2 separate regions of the Oncorhynchus mykiss genome follow, and region 2 is linked to region 1. A link is a contact called in public Hi-C data. All regions are on one chromosome and are shown on one strand. The core of a region is the stretch at or near the end of the contact, and the rest is flanking DNA. Distances in the headings are between cores, read along the strand shown.

Region 1 (4,330 bases), core at 1,011-3,510:
TTGAAAGGCTGGTCATGGCTCACATCAACACCATTATCCCAGAAACCCTAGACCCACTCCAATGTGTATACCGCCCCAACAGATCCACAGATGATGCCATATCTATTGCACTCAACACTGCCCTTTCCCACCTGGACTAAAGGAACACCTATGTGAGAATACTATTCATTGACTACAGCTCATCGTTCCAACACCATAGTGCCCTCAAAGCTCACCACTAAGCTAAGGACCCTGGCACTAAACTCTGCAACTGGATCCTGGACTTCCTGACAGGCCGCCCCCAGGTGGTAAGGGTAGGTAACACATCTGCCACACTGATCATCAACACAGGGACCCTCAGGGGTGTGTGCTCAGTCTCCTCCTGTACTTCCTGACTGCATGGCCAGGCACGATGCCAACACCATTATCAAGTTTGCCGATGACACAAGTGGTAGGTCTGATCACCAACAACGATGAGACAGCCTATAAGGAGGAGGTCAGATACCTGGTCGTGTGGTGCCAGGACAACAACCTCTCCCTCAACGTGATCAAGACAAAGGAGATGATTGTGGACTACTGGAAAAGTGTCCTAGACCACTGCGCCACCAGAGACTCTGGGTTTGCGCCCAGGCTCTGTCACAGCCGGCCGCGACCGGGGAGGCCGTGGGGCGACGCACAATTGGCCTAGCGTCGTCCGGGTTAGGGAGGGTTTGGCCGGTAGGGATATCCTTGTCTCATCGCGCACCAGCGACTCCTGTGGCGGGCCTGGCGCAGTGCATGCTAACCAAGGTAGCCAGGTGCATGGTGTTTCCTCCGACACATTGGTGCGGCTGGCTTCCGGGTTGGAGGCGCGCTGTGTTAAGAAGCAGTGGTTGGGTTGTGTTTCGGAGGACGCATAGCTTTCGACCTTCGTCTCTCCCGAGCCCGTATGGGAGTTGTAGCGATGAGACAAGATAGTAATTACTAACAATTGGATACCACGAAATTGGGAAGAAAAGGGGGGTAAAAATGTCATTTTAAAAAATAGAAAAAGGAAAAGGAGGACAGAACACGCCCCCATTCTCATCGACAGGGCTGCAGTGGAGCAGGTGGAGAACTTCAAGTTCCTTGATGTCCACATCAACAAACTATCATGGTCCAAACACACTACGACAAAGGCACGCAAAGCCTATTCCCCCTCAGGAGACTGAAAAGATTTGGCATGGATCCTCAGATCCTCAAAAGCTAGAGGGTAGTGCGTACGGCCCAGTACATCACTGGGGCCAAGCCTCCCGCCATCCAGGACCTCTATACCAGGCGGTGTCAGAGGAAGGCCCTAAAAATTGTCAAAGACTCCAGCCACCCCAGTCATAGACTGTTCTCTCTGTTACCGCACGGCAAGCAGTACCGGAGCGCCAAGTCTAGGTCCAAAAGGCTTCTACCCCCAAGCCATAAGACTTCTGAACAGCTCATCAAAGGGCTATCCAGACCCCTCTTACACTGCTGCTACTCTCTGATTATTATCTATGCATAGTCACTTTAACTCTACATATTACCTCAATTACCTCGACTAACCGGTGCCCCGCACATTGTACTGGTAACCCCCTATATAGCCTCGCTATTCATATTCTTACTGCTACTGTTGAATTATTTGTTACTTTTATTTATTTATTTTACTTATCTACGTTTTACTTAACTTCTTAAAGCATTGTTAAGGGGCTTGTAAGTAAGCATTTCACTGTAAGGCATCCTCTTATATTCGGCGCATGTGATAAATAAAATTAGATTTTAACTATAGCTATGATTTTTATTTGAAAGACTCTTCCTGATATAAAAGATAAGGGGAATATCATAATATGTTTCGAAAACAGGTTTGAAATCGATGATTGCCTTTCCTAAACATTTAAACACAGCGTCGGAATTGTGGTTCACATGGAGCTAAATGCGGGCGAACGTAACCGCTGAAACCCCGTTAGGAAGGGTTTTCGAGAGCTAGCATAACGTTAGCTAGCAAGCTTAAGTAAAGTGGGATGGTTGATAATGGATATTTGCTGTTGTTGCCGTCACGTATCTACCCTTTACATAACTATTATTAAACACTTTACATGAGGCAAAACATGTCATGTTAAAATTATTAATTATATTTTTTGTACCATATTTGAAGGTGCTGTCAATGTTGTTGTTGTCCAGCAGGCAGATTCCTTTCTTCACTCCTGTCGCCTTCTGTTCTTTCTTCCTCAGTGATACCGCTGTGAAGCAGGCAAGAATAACTAAGTACTTCTGGGTCACGGATTTTTGGAATCCTTCAGAATAAGAGTCCCGTCCTGTAAACTTTGTAAGTGAATCATTTGGGCGAATATTAAGGAAAATGTGCACAATTATCGATATATTTTTCATAGAAAAACGAATTAAACGTATTTCTATGAAATATTATTTGATTTATTTGCAGATTTTTTTTTAAAATTTCAAACCTACATGGTTAACAATGTTTTTGTGTGTGTACGCCACAGGAGGTTGGTGGCACCTTAATTGGGGAGGACGGGCACGTGGTAATGGCTCGAGCAGAATAGGTGGAAAGGTATCAACAACATCAAACACATGGTTTCCATTCCATTCATCCATCCAGTCGTTCCAGGCATTATTATGAGCAGTCCTCCCCTCAGCAGCCTCCTCTAGTGTACGCCTATCATTTATTGCACCATACATGTGTCTCAGTGTTCTACTCAGAAGCACTTCTAGATTCCACATCCACAGATTTTACATCCCAATGAGTGTTGCTGCTCATTCTGCGGCCCTTAAAGAGTGGCTTATCAGCTTAAATCCAATCTGTTTTCATATTGGACATATTACATATTGCACTGTACACAATTTTCTGTATGTTGTGTCGCAGTTAATGGGGGGTGCTTCTAGTTTCCAAATCCACAGACTATACATTACGAAGAGCATTGCTGCTCATTCTACAAACAAACAATCGGTTTATTCAAAAAGTCAAGAGAGACGCAATTTGGTAAAAAGCATGATTTATTCATAACAAATATCATGATGAAGTAAATTAATTAAATACTTTTCGTGAAATTGATCATCAACAGTAACACAGAAGTTTCAAATTATATGTCATCTAACAATTCCACAACAACTACCTAATACACACAAATCTAAAGGGCTGGAATAAGAATGTGTACATATATGGATGAGCGATGACCGAGCGGCATAGGCAAGATGCAATAGATGGTATAAAACACAATATATACATATGAGATGAGTAATGTAAGATACGTAAACATTATTTTTAAAGTGGCATTATTTAAGTGACTAGTGATCAATGAATTAAAGTGGCCAATGATTTTGAGTATGTATGTAGGAAGCAGTTTCTCTGTGTTAGTGATGGCTGTTTAACAGTCTGATGGCCTTGTGATAGAAGCTGTTTTTCATTATTGGGCAAACCAAGAGTGCAAGTCTGGTTCCAGAGTGCACACTGGAAGCAAGAAAATAGTAAACTAAAATAGTAAATTTATTGTTTTGTAATTAACATATAGTCCTGAATTATTCAGTCCGCAGAGAGTTAAGGCGACAGTTCAAAAGGGCAGACTGGATCTTGATTTTATGAACACAAACAATGGATAGTTTTTCCTGTACAGGGCTATATTTATGTATGGAAAGGAAAGGGGGATACCTCGTCAGTTGTACAACTGAATGCATCTGAAATGTGTCTTCCGCATTCAGCCCAACCGCTCTGAATCAGAGAGGTGCAGGGGCTGCCATAATCAACATCCAAGTCTTCGGCGCCCGGGGAACAGTGGGTTAACTGCCTTACTCAGGGGCAGAATGACAGATCTTTACTGGCCCAACGCTCTAACCACTAGGCTACCTGCCGCGTGTAATTTGTATCTTCTAATATGTATGTCCAATATGAAAAACGGATTGGATTTAAGCCAGTCACGGCGCAGTTTCGTGGGAACCCCCAGCAAGGTCCAAGCAAGGCCAGAGAGATAAAATGCAGTTTTATAGCTAATCTCATGCTATTTTACACATTTCGCGATGAGGTTGAGAAAAATAGATGCTCATGGATTCTTCAAAGATTGGACAATGTAAACTTTTTCTCCACAATATTTGCCTTAATATGAACAAAATGTGAAATATATATTTTGATAGACCAAAGTATCAGCTATCACACCATGTAACCAAACAACCAATTTTTAATGTGTATTTTTTTAAATAAAATGCAACTAACTGGATTTATGTCAACTCTGTCAGACACCAGAAAAGGCATTTCATTTTTACTATCAAATCAAATCCAATTTTATTTGCCATAACTGACGTTAGCATATGTTAATGCGAGTGTAGTGAAATGCTTGTGCTTCTAATTCCGACA
Region 2 (4,868 bases), core at 715-3,214, 460 kb before region 1:
CATATTTTTGTTTTACATGTTTTGTGTCATCGGGAAAAGCCTCGATCAAGGTTTGTCAGACTGCCTTAAAATAGTTTCAATCTTTGAAGCTCCTGGCTTGTCCAGTGTTTGCTGCGCAGAGAGAATAAAGTGTAATCTCAGCACCATCACACACTGGTCTTCTCTGGTTGCTTGACCCTGCTGAGACCCCTGTCACCATCTGATCCTTCTCAGATGAGGCATGTCAAAGATTTACCTTGATGTACATTTATACATTATATTATCCAAGAATAGAATCAATTGTTCAATAATTGAAATGACCATTCTTCCTAGGTCCCAAACTGAAGCCTACCCATCAACTCAAGATGTAACTTTGTATCCATTCATTGATTGCTATATTATACTGCAAAATTCATCTTTCCTGGCTATCTGGCTTTGATTGGACATCTGTCACCATCTGTTCCTGCTAATAAATGATGAGCATAGTGTTATGTACTGACAGTTCACCATGACAGTGAAGCCTGTAGAGCTGTTTATACCGTGTCAGTGTGAAATGAAGGGAATTAACTAAGGAACCTGGCAGATCAATAACTTTACATTGCTATACTGACTAATAAAAACTCACAACGCACTATCAAAAAACAGAATATCAGGGTACAAAACATTTCCATACACACAACAGCTGTTAGACACTGCCACCTGACTGATAGCTAGAGGCTAGAGCTGAACTGGCTGTGGTAGCGTTAGTTCATTCACTTCAGACAGAACTTCAGTTGAGAAGGGATGAAACACTAACGTTACACGTCAGTTAAACTACTAGCTCAGCACTGGGAATAAATACTTTTTTTCTGTTAAGTCAAACAGCAGTTACCTTGCCAGCTACATCAGTCAAAGAGTAGCCAGTTTCTGCTTTGCTTGCTTTGACATCTCAGAGAAAAAGCAATAGGGGCGCATGTGCGTTATGCTATGTATCACGTGATCTGGCTAATGTAGGGAGGAGCGCCCCTTTTCAGTTGTATCAAATGACAGCGTTGTGGCCCCAAAAACGCTACAGAATTTGCACAAAAAAAACAATATATGCAGAATACATTTAACCACAACAATTTCGATTGCAGACTACTCATAAACGTAAGCACAGCTAGTTGGCAGGCTAGTTACAGCTAGCAGCAAAAGCTAAGTTAATATGGCTGGGTTATCAAGCGTTACAATGTAACGTTTTACCGCAATATCATTTTTTGTTGTAAAGTAGTATCTCTTTGGCAGCACTATAATGAGCAAGAAAGCGTGCTACATTTTCTTGTTCACTAGGTGAATCGCTACATTAACTGTGTTGGATACACCGACCTAAAGGGTTGGCCATTTAAACCTTGGGAATAAAAAAATGGGTGCAAGATATGCAGCTGGTCCGAGGCGAGGGTAATAATACAATTGTCAACTTAGATGGCAAGACGTCTAAATTATTTAGAAATGGACAACATCTAAAATGTTTTCTTCGTTGGGAATACAGACAAGGGGCTCAGGAGCCACCGAAAATCTCCCTCTCATATGTATCCCTTTCTCCTCCTCCATTGCTTCAGGGTTGAACATTATTTAGGGAGTTTTCCTTCATTAAAAGTAAGTCGCTCTCCCGTAAAAAACTAACACAAATGCCGTAATCGACAAAAACTCATAATATCCCGATGAATACTAATTAATAAATACCAGGAATCGGATATGGTCAAGCAGAACCCATTTTTTGTTGATTAGCAATGAACACAATGATTATGAAAATCACCTTTAGAGTGAACTAACGTACTTTGCTGTAGCTATGTCCGATGGGGTCAAGTCAGTTTGCTGTATCCTGCGTCAAATGGAAAACGGCTCCATATACGGACATTTTCCCTTATTTCTTCTGCATACCTCCATCCGATTTTACCCTATTTTTTGCCAACACAACCAGCGGCTTTCTTCTTCAGCAGCGTCTCGTCAGCTACACTAAAAAAAACTATTTCCGGGTCACAGAATTTCGGACATTTTCTAAATAAAAGTTCCCCATGTAATCGTACAAAAGTGACAATAACCTGTATTTATTATTCATGATATATGAAATAATATTTTCAATGATTCATATTTGTTCATGTTTAAGTGACATTTAAAAAAAAACATGTTCCAAGGTCAAATAAATGCCCCCACTGCAAGTAACCGTATATTAAATACATATTGGATTATAGAGCAAAAACTATTCGAGGTGCAGCAGTAAAAGTATTGTAGGGAATACTCAGTAGGATCTGTAGAATGTACATGGTGTCATTTCATGGGGCTCTGAATAACAAGGAGTGTTGCTGGCATTCTACTCTGCCTATTACATTGGCCACAATGCGCATCCCTGTATATGGAACACATATTGGCTCATAGAGCGCGCCTTTACACATTTAAAATCAGCCCATGGCCAGCCACGTGTGCCAAATGCATCAGGTCATCAGGTTAAAGTATAATAATCACTGCAAAACCTAAAATATCCATATGATTACAGGGTAAAGTGAATGGTGGCCTCATCTCAAACATACCCTTGTAAAACTGACCATCCTACCAATCCTCGACTTCGGCGATGTCATTTACAAAATAGCCTCCAATACCCTACTCAACAAATTGGATGCAGTCTATCACAGTGCAATCCGTTTTGTCACCAAAGCCCCATATTCTACTCACCATTGCGACCTGTACGCTCTCGTTGGCTGGCCCTCGCTTCATACTCGTCGCCAAACCCACTGGCTCCATGTCATCTACAAGACCCTGCTAGGTAAAGTCCCCCCTTATCTCAGCTCGTTGGTCACCATAGCATCTCCCACCTGTAGCACACGCTCCAGCAGGTATATCTCTCTAGTCACCCCCAAAACCAATTATTTCTTTGGCCGCCTCTCCTTCCAGTTCTCTGCTGCCAATGACTGGAAGGAACTACAAAAATCTCTGAAACTGGAAACACTTATCTCCTTCACTAGCTTTAAGCACCAACTGTCAGAGCAGCTCACAGATTACTGCACCTGTACATAGCCCACCTATAATTTGGCCCAAACAACTACCTCTTTCCCTACTGTATTTAATTGATTTATTTTGCTCCTTTGCACCCCATTATTTTTATTTCTACTTAAAAAAAAACATGTTCCAAGGTCAAATAAATGCCCCCACTGCAAGTAACCGTATATTAAATACATATTGGATTATAGAGCAAAAACTATTCGAGGTGCAGCAGTAAAAGTATTGTAGGGAATACTCAGTAGGATCTGTAGAATGTACATGGTGTCATTTCATGGGGCTCTGAATAACAAGGAGTGTTGCTGGCATTCTACTCTGCCTATTACATTGGCCACAATGCGCATCCCTGTATATGGAACACATATTGGCTCATAGAGCGCGCCTTTACACATTTAAAATCAGCCCATGGCCAGCCACGTGTGCCAAATGCATCAGGTCATCAGGTTAAAGTATAATAATCACTGCAAAACCTAAAATATCCATATGATTACAGGGTAAAGTGAATGGTGGCCTCATCTCAAACATACCCTTGTAAAACTGACCATCCTACCAATCCTCGACTTCGGCGATGTCATTTACAAAATAGCCTCCAATACCCTACTCAACAAATTGGATGCAGTCTATCACAGTGCAATCCGTTTTGTCACCAAAGCCCCATATTCTACTCACCATTGCGACCTGTACGCTCTCGTTGGCTGGCCCTCGCTTCATACTCGTCGCCAAACCCACTGGCTCCATGTCATCTACAAGACCCTGCTAGGTAAAGTCCCCCCTTATCTCAGCTCGTTGGTCACCATAGCATCTCCCACCTGTAGCACACGCTCCAGCAGGTATATCTCTCTAGTCACCCCCAAAACCAATTATTTCTTTGGCCGCCTCTCCTTCCAGTTCTCTGCTGCCAATGACTGGAAGGAACTACAAAAATCTCTGAAACTGGAAACACTTATCTCCTTCACTAGCTTTAAGCACCAACTGTCAGAGCAGCTCACAGATTACTGCACCTGTACATAGCCCACCTATAATTTGGCCCAAACAACTACCTCTTTCCCTACTGTATTTAATTGATTTATTTTGCTCCTTTGCACCCCATTATTTTTATTTCTACTTTGCACATTCTTCCACTGCAAATCTACCATTCCAGTGTTTTACTTGCTATATTGTATTTACTTTGCCACCATGGCCTTTTTTTGCCTTTACCTCCCTTATCTCACCTCATTTGCTCACATTGTATATAGACTTGTTTATACTGTATTATTGACTGTATGTTTGTTTTACTCCATGTGTAACTCTGTGTCGTTGTATGTGTCGAACTGCTTTGCTTTATCTTGGCCAGATCGCAATTGTAAATGAGAACTTGTTCTCAACTTGCCTACCTGGTTAAATAAAGGTGAAATAAAATAAATAAATAAAAAATCTGCAGTACCAGGATTCCCCTCGAAGGTCAGCGTGACCTGGAGGTGGACATTCTCTGCTTCCCCAAGTCCTACAGAATTGTTGAATGTAGCTATGAAAATGTTTAATAGCAACAATATGGAGATGTATTTGCGGCGCTGCTGGAAAATAGACACAGAACAAGCCACGGCAAGAGATCTTGACTTCTGTGTCATACGAGCATGCAAAAGTAATTTAATGCGACAGGCTTGTGAACTCTGTAAAAAAACTTACATGGTAAAGACGATAGGTATAGAGTTAGCATGTTCACTGAATGTTGAAAACATTACATAGACTGACCAGGTGAATCCTTTCCATGACAGACTGACCAGGTGAACCCATGTAAAAGCTATGATCCCTTATTGATGTCACTTGTTAAATCCACTTCAATCCATGTAGATGAAGGGCAGGAGACAGGTTAAAGAAGGATTTTTAAGTCTTGAAAC

Evidence for each region. Hi-C and Micro-C count contacts between places; a contact is called where the count stands out from the background.
Region 2: a Hi-C map of liver shows a contact between it and region 1, with 10 times the contacts expected there. The contact joins the promoter of LOC110496871 here to the promoter of LOC110496763 in region 1. A contact is called at or near these places in 2 of 3 Hi-C or Micro-C datasets (blood and liver).

Annotation. Positions count from the first base shown.
Region 1 is chr2:77,774,996-77,779,325 of USDA_OmykA_1.1, reverse strand. LOC110496763 (dynein light chain roadblock-type 2) reads right to left here and starts at 2,260. Exons shown (of 4, transcript XM_021572799.2): 1 at 2,112-2,260. The coding sequence starts at 2,114.
Region 2 is chr2:78,231,000-78,235,867 of USDA_OmykA_1.1, reverse strand. It overlaps LOC110496871 (ELKS/Rab6-interacting/CAST family member 1), which reads right to left and starts at 1,964. Exons shown (of 20, transcript XM_021572904.2): 1 at 1,775-1,964.